Linked DNA regions of Mus musculus: region 2 is linked to region 1. A link is a contact called in public HiChIP or PLAC-seq data. All regions are on one chromosome and are shown on one strand. Each heading gives the region's core, a stretch centred on a gene start, on an enhancer-like site or on the middle of the called end of the contact. The rest is flanking DNA. Distances are from core to core; before and after follow the strand shown.

Evidence for each region. HiChIP or PLAC-seq counts read pairs in DNA pulled down with a chosen protein or histone mark.
Region 2: a contact with region 1 is called in an H3K27ac HiChIP or PLAC-seq map of VIP interneurons, with 12 times the contacts expected there. The contact joins two enhancer-like sites. A contact is called at or near these places in 1 of 39 promoter capture datasets (the SN4741 cell line), 1 of 15 datasets of contacts at CTCF or cohesin (large pre-B cells), 7 of 484 Hi-C or Micro-C datasets (cerebral cortex, embryonic stem cells, hematopoietic stem and progenitor cells and 2 more) and 4 of 115 datasets of contacts at active chromatin or transcription factors (VIP interneurons, embryonic basal ganglia, extraembryonic endoderm stem cells and 1 more).

Annotation. Positions count from the first base shown.
Region 1 is chr1:164,432,943-164,436,413 of GRCm38.p6, reverse strand. All of the region lies in intron 13 of Nme7 (NME/NM23 family member 7), which reads right to left. Among named protein-coding and RNA genes, the nearest start is that of Gm39690, 16 kb to the right of the region's middle. Within about 2 kb of position 2,008, at least 15 of the 459 cell types and tissues checked have an H3K27ac peak or open chromatin away from gene starts, as enhancers often do. A contact at or near this core is called in VIP interneurons, where this site is marked.
Region 2 is chr1:165,103,617-165,107,001 of GRCm38.p6, reverse strand. No RefSeq gene overlaps it. Among named protein-coding and RNA genes, the nearest start is that of 4930568G15Rik, 13 kb to the right of the region's middle. Within about 2 kb of position 2,116, at least 72 of the 459 cell types and tissues checked have an H3K27ac peak or open chromatin away from gene starts, as enhancers often do. A contact at or near this core is called in VIP interneurons, where this site is marked.

The DNA.
Region 1 (3,471 bases), core at 759-3,258:
CTAGTTTACAAACACTAGTAATAGAGTGAGTTCCCACCTATTGTTCCATAGTAAAAATCCCCATTTTTTCCTCTCCGTATGGCATACCACACCTGTGATCCCAGAACTCCAGAGTCAGTAAGACCTTGTCTCACCGTGCAGCAGCAAATCACGGATGACAGATGAACAGCAAAGGAACTGTCCCTCCACGTGGCAGGAAGGAACAAAAGAGCTTTGTTGAGCAGCCTGGTTGTCGAATTTTACGGGTTTTAGGAATTCTCCTTAATTACCGGGGAACTGGCAAAGTTCATAAATGGTATCCTCAGTATGAAAGTGCTTTTCTCAAAATATCAGCCATACATTAATGGGAACAGGGGTGTCACTCCAGCAAAGAGGACGGTTTATTTTATTGAAAATAAATAGCTCGTTTTGAAATCAGGTCTCACCATGGAACCTTGGCTGTACTGGGGCTTGATAGGTAGGTGCTGGGATTGGGTGTGTGCCACCCGAACTTGATACAGTTCATCTTTCCTTAGGCTGTGAATAAATTATGTTCATAATGATTGAATAAGAAGGGGAGTGGAGTCAGGGATCTCATGAAAAATTTTAAACTGGAGGACAATTTACAGTTTTGAAGCTATTCAAGGGTCATAGTGTTGGTGAGACAAACCTACTGGTTTCACAGACCCTGTGTCCCCAATACTCGAGCTGCTGCACAGGCACACAGCAATTTACCTATTCCTTCCTTCCAGTTTCTCTCCCAATCTTGTTTCCCACAACCTCTCCAGCACTCCCCACCTGGGATGCTCAGCACAGTACCAGCTAGGAGCCTTGTGAATGTCCTTGGCATTCTTTGACTTAACATCCACTTGACTGCCCATTATATACCGACTTTATCAAGCATCCTTTCAGCCAGAACAGGGTCAAGCCTCCAAAGCAGAAGCCCTCTGCAGCAACACGTTAGTATTAAGTGCTCGCTTATTCAAGGCGGTTTTCCTTCCATACACTCATTGTAGATTTTTTGTCATGTCCACATTTGTGTATTCTAACCACTTCTTGGGTGTGTGCAGAGAGAGCCACCACCTACCTCCTATAAATAGCATGATTGTTCTGTTTGTCTAGATCTAGCCAGTCAGACACAAAAAGAAGGGAACGAGGTTTTCAAAGGCAGTGTTAATCAAAGATAGGCCGGCACTGAAATAATAAGGAGAAGGCTCTTTCCATCCGTCAGAGCCCCCGATGTGTTAGCCTGTCCAAATCCCAGGTTAATAATAAATGGAGGCAGGTTTGTTTTTAGTAAGGGTATTATGTAATTAGAATTTAATGATCTTTAACTTCCATTGTATTGATTATCTTCAGCTAAGAACAAGGAAGAGTAGTTTTCCATCTATGGCCTTAAAACACTCATGTAGAGTAGAAAATATATTTAAAGGAAAATGCTACAAATATTTCAAGTAGCAGTTAACTATGGTAGACACCTTGAAAGTGAAAATGGCGTCCCAAAGTGGGACAGAAACCAGTGTTTCGGTCACGTACCTGTTTGGGAAAACCTGAATTTGAACTCCATCGGTTCTAGAACAATAGCATGCTCTGCTCCAGCTGTACTTATTACCAAATGACTGCCCAACTTTAATTAAAAATGTTATCAGCGATCACAGACAAAAGCCCAGTTATTAGAATCTTTCTAACCCAGCAGTAGCTCACACTGGCTCTTAAAGGATTAGTAACACTTTCCATTACATGAATATACTGCCCACAGTTGAGAATCAAATGGGGCGACCTGATTCTCCAAAGAGAGTTCAAGAGTGCTCTCAAACAAATAAGTAAAGAGAAAAATTCAACAGAGGAAACCTGGCCTTCTCTTCTGTAAGAGGGGCTAGCTTTAGGCATACATGGTACTTTATTCCTGGGTTTCACGCTGGGAAACAGGAGAAATAACCACGTGGGAGCTCCCGTTAGCATCACATCCGACCTAGTGAGAGATGAGTACAGCTGCAGCACAAGCCCAGGATCTTGGTTCATTTTTCTCTGAGTCCATTCTGTGGGGCTGATTCCAGATCACTCAGCCATTTTATTTAATCAGCAGTGAATTTAGTATTCTAAAGGGCGTGTTGCAACTATCACATTTACAGCTTGCTCCACCGCAGAGCCCAGTATAAATGTGGATAGATAAGATCAGGAGTCCTACAGGCAGCCTGTTGTTTCCAAGGGCTGGCTCCAATATGGGCCACGGAGGAGGCGGCATGGGGAATCTGACACTCCGGCACAGCTCCTAATGGGGTTTTATTGGGCCTGTCTTTTGGGTTAAGTGTTGCGGATTGCTTCCATTCCCTTGACTGGAACATATTACCTGTCAATACTCTTTGATGTCTGTAACTAGTATAGGAATGTGTAGTCATTAAATTAGTAGAGGGTGGAGTGGGGGCACAGACCAGCCCTGCAGAAAGAGGACACAGGAGCTAGTTTTGATAAGGAGTAGGATCTAAAGTGACCAGAGTTGGATCAGGCCTGGGGATTTCTCCCAAGGGAGCCTCCAGCTCTGGGATGAGACATTGGTGGGGGTTGGGGATGAACTGGAGAAAAAAAAAAAAAAACAAAACCACAATAAGAAAGTCCACAACTCCTAACCCCGTCACCTGGAGCTGGCCCTTTCTTTTCTTTGCACATTTCTTTGGGGTCTCCTACTATACTGAGCGCTGACTACTTGGAAAGGGGGCCCTCAAGGCACATAGGGTCCCCATTTTCATGAAGTGTTTGCCTTGAGATTGTAAGTCATAAATGGTTTGCTTCTATCCACACATACTTTCTTTCCTCTCACCAACCACTCACTTGACTGACACACTGTGCACGAGACACCCACAACAGTTTAAAAATGGGGAAAACTCGATCCTCACAAAGTTCATCGCCTGGAAAGAGGAAAACCCATGTGATAGAATAAAATCACAATGGTGCATCGACAGAAAGGGGCGCTCGTCAGCGGGAACAAAACACGGCATGAAGGGGTTAACGCTGTGCTTTGGTTTTGCTCTTTGCTTTGGTGGGAAGGTTAAGGTGCATGCCCTTAACTTCATTTTTAAAGACAAATTACACCTGACACCGAAACTGAGCTTGCCAAGTGGCTGCTAAGCCAGCGGACGATGATACACAACTTACTTAGACGAGTAGTCTGAAGGCTGGGTTGTCTCTCTCAATGTTAGACTTAAAGAGCCTACATCTTCACTGCCTTTAACACAGTACTGTCCAGTCATTTCATCAATTAATTCCACCTCCATGACAAACTGGTCCTGCCACTTCCTTACCAGGGAGACCCTGGCTCTCAGGTCAGGTGACCTTCCCCTACAAGTAGCCGGGAACTGGCTGAGTGGTCAGGACTGGGCCTTTGAGCCCAGTCTTTTCCCTTAAGGTATGGTTTCTGTGGGGCAGTCTCTGCATTTATTGATGATTATAACCAGAATCAAAAAACCATGCTGTGTTTGTTAACAGTGGAGTTTA
Region 2 (3,385 bases), core at 867-3,366, 670 kb before region 1:
AGGGATAGGGCAGAAGAAGAAATCCCCAACATTTGGTGAGAAAAAGGGTTCCTCTGACTCTATGGTGAATTCCAAGAGGCAGGGGCTAAAAAGTATTGGCCCAGTACAGGAGAACCTGGGAGGAGAGCCCACATGTCAACTAGACACCAACCATGTAACTCAGCCATGAAGGGAAGCGAGGAGGAGGCTGGCCCTGAGTTAATTTCTTTGTCAGGCCGTAAGTCTGGTTGCTCTCTGGCTGCCTCCGGTCTGACATACACAGCTCATCTTTCTTTTTTTTTTTTTTTTTTTTAATTAGGTATTTTCCTCATTTACATTTTCAATGCTATCCCAAAGGTCCCCCATACCCACCCCCCCAATCCCCTACCCACCCACTCCCCCCTTTTGGCCCTGGCGTTCCCCTGTACTGGGGCATATAAAGTTTGCAAGTCCAATGGGCCTCTCTTTGCAGTGATGGCCGACTAGGCCATCTTTTGATACATATGCAGCTAAAGACAAGAGCTCCCGGGTACTGGTTAGTTCATATTGTTGTTCCACCTATAGGGTTGCAGTTCCCTATAGCTCCTTGGGTAATTTCTCTAGCTCCTCCATTAGGGGCCGTGTGACACATCCAACAGCTCATCTTTCTTATAGAGTCCCTGGAAGAGTGACCCAAGGAGGTGGGCTAGTGGAAGGCAAGAATTCTTGCACTGGGGCTGATGGACCAGTGTTCAGCCTTCTCATCTGCAAGTCTTTTCGCTTGTGCTTGTCAGAAGTCTGGCTTGACTCACAGTTTAAATTCCTGAACACTGGACCAGGGCTCAGCAGGGGGACTCATTCTTGGTTCACAGTAGGGGGGCTTGCATGCCTGTAAAGGCACATCAGGAAGTTCTGAGAAGTCAGTTTACAGCAGAGAACATTGAAGACACCAGGGGCCCACTGCATCGAAGAGCTAGAGGGTATAAATAGGGTTTTGCAGTTTGGAAACCTAGCTTGGGGAGGAGTTGGTGTTCGTCTGTCTTGCTCTTCAGGAGGACATTTGCCTCGAAGCCTGGCTACTTCTCTCATGGTTCAGAAGCCTCCGAGGTCCTCTTCCTTCTGAAGCAGAGAGAAACGATATGTTCTTTGGGTGGGAAGCTTATCTTGCAGAAACACAGCTTCTATGCTGCACTGCTGCTGAGTTACAGTGGTGCTCATAGGGAAGATGTCCTTGCTACTCTTTCTGCTGCAGGCTGACTCATCTCCTCTGCAACCGGCAGACTGCAGATTGCATCCTGCCTGGTAGTTGCTATACAGAGCTAAAGGCTGTCTCCAGAGAGAGTTATAGAAATTACAACCCGTCGAAGGGAATACTGCTCTAAATATGCTCATTTAGTGAGATTTTATTTTTATTATTTTATTAATGGATCCTCAATAGGAAACAGCAGGTATCACTGTTTTCAGAAATTTGTCCCCCCCACCCCCCAGGGGGGTTGTTTAGTAATTGGCTTTGGGTTCTATATCCTGCAGTCATGTTGGACATGGTTTTTAGCTCATCTCTATCTGGCATGAGTCCAGGCTAAAGTTCCTGTGTCAGGACTACCTTGGAATCAGAGGCTTGGGGCGGGGTGGGGGTGGGTAGTCTCCTAGCAGATGGCATTTGCCCCCAAACCTCCCCCCCCTGTCCCCCTGCTCTGGAGTCGGATAATTTAGCAAGACCCCAAAGAGACATTTTTTTCTTTCATCAAGGTTAGGCTATGTTACAGCAGAGTGGGCAGCTGCCACTGGCTCCTGATTGGATGCATCAATCCCCAGGTGCGTTCACTCAGAGTTCACTCTCCAGGAAGAGGCTGGGCTGGCAGGGTCTTCACTGCTTGTGTGGGGTACCCCTTAGCTCCGGCTGACTGCTCGTGGTTCTGCTCTGTAAGGGTTGTGTGCGGCAAGAATTCCATTTATAGCCACCTGCAGTTTACAAGGCTCTGGACATGTCTGGTGGCTACTGATAAGGCAGGAGGCATGCGGGCCAATTTCTTTTGTGTGGGCATGAATGAGATGGAACCTCAGAGCAGCAATGGTACCGCCAGACACTAACAGGCAGGCTGTAGAGCTGCCTGGCTGGCATGGTACCCAGGGCTATGTTTGCTGAGTAGCTGCTGGAAAGTGAGTCAGAAAAAACAAAAGGTAGGCCCAGCCTGGAGGAGTTCCGGGAATAGAACATTCAGCCAGTGTTCTATGAGTGGGTGGAAATGCTCAGAGCTCAGCTGCCTTCAAGTGTGTCCAATCACTGTGATGTGATGTTGTCACCTATAAAGTTCACCATGGAGACCCATGCAGTCACGTTACAAAAATGTTTTAAAAATAATCTCATAATGGTTCAAGTCAGTTTATGATTTTGTTTTGGGCCACACTCATAGCTGCTTGTGGTAATCAGAACCTGGTGGTGTTCTTGGCAGAGTTTAAGAGGGTGCTGTAGATAAAGGAGGTGTTCTGTGCATTGCCAGGAGGAAAGGCATGTATTCTTTTTCAAAGCAATAAAGAAATCAACAAATAAACAAATCAAAGATGGAGGCAAGCTGAGTGTGTACAGGCTGACCGGTACATGCTGTGTGTTTTCTTTCCATTCTTGTGTGTGCATGTATGTTGTATATCTGTATATATACATGCTTGTATGTGTGGGCACATCTGTATATATGCATGCTTGTTTGTGTGTAAGTCGAGGCCTGTGGTGGTTTGAACATGCTTGGCCTAGGGAGTGGCACTGTTAGGAGGTGTGGCCTTGTTGGAGGAAGTGTGTCACTGTGGGAGTGGGCTTTGAGACCTTCCTCCTAGCTTCATGGAAGACAGTAGTCTTCCCCTAGTGGCCTTCAGATCAAGATGTAGAACTCTCAGCTTCCCCTGCACCATGCCTGCCTGCATGCTGCTGTGTTCCAGCTTTGATGATAATGGACTGAACCTCGGAACCTATAAGTCAGCCCCCATTAAATGTTGTCCTTATAAGACTTGGTCATAGTGTCTGTTCACAGCAGTGGAAACCCTAAGTCACAAGCAGAGGTACCAGAGGTGTGTGGCAGCTTGTCCCCCTCCCCCTCCCTCCTCCCCCTCCCTCTTCCTCCTCCCCCTCCCTCTCCCTCCTCCTCCTCCTTCCTCCTCCTCCTCCTCCTCCTCCTCCTCCTCCTCCTCCTTCTTCTTCTTCTTCTTCTTCTTCTTCTTCTTCTCTCTCTCTCTCTCTCTCTCTCTCTCTCTCTCTCTCTCTCTCTCTCTTTCTCTCTCTCTCCCTCCCTCCCTCCCTCTCTCCCTCCACATGCCCTGCCACCATGCAGATCCTGGGAAAGGCTGAGCAGGAACACAGTGAGAAGTTGACAAGGGCAAGACACAAGCCCTGATAATGAAGCCCATCTTGCTGGCATCTTTATTGCAGACATCTCCA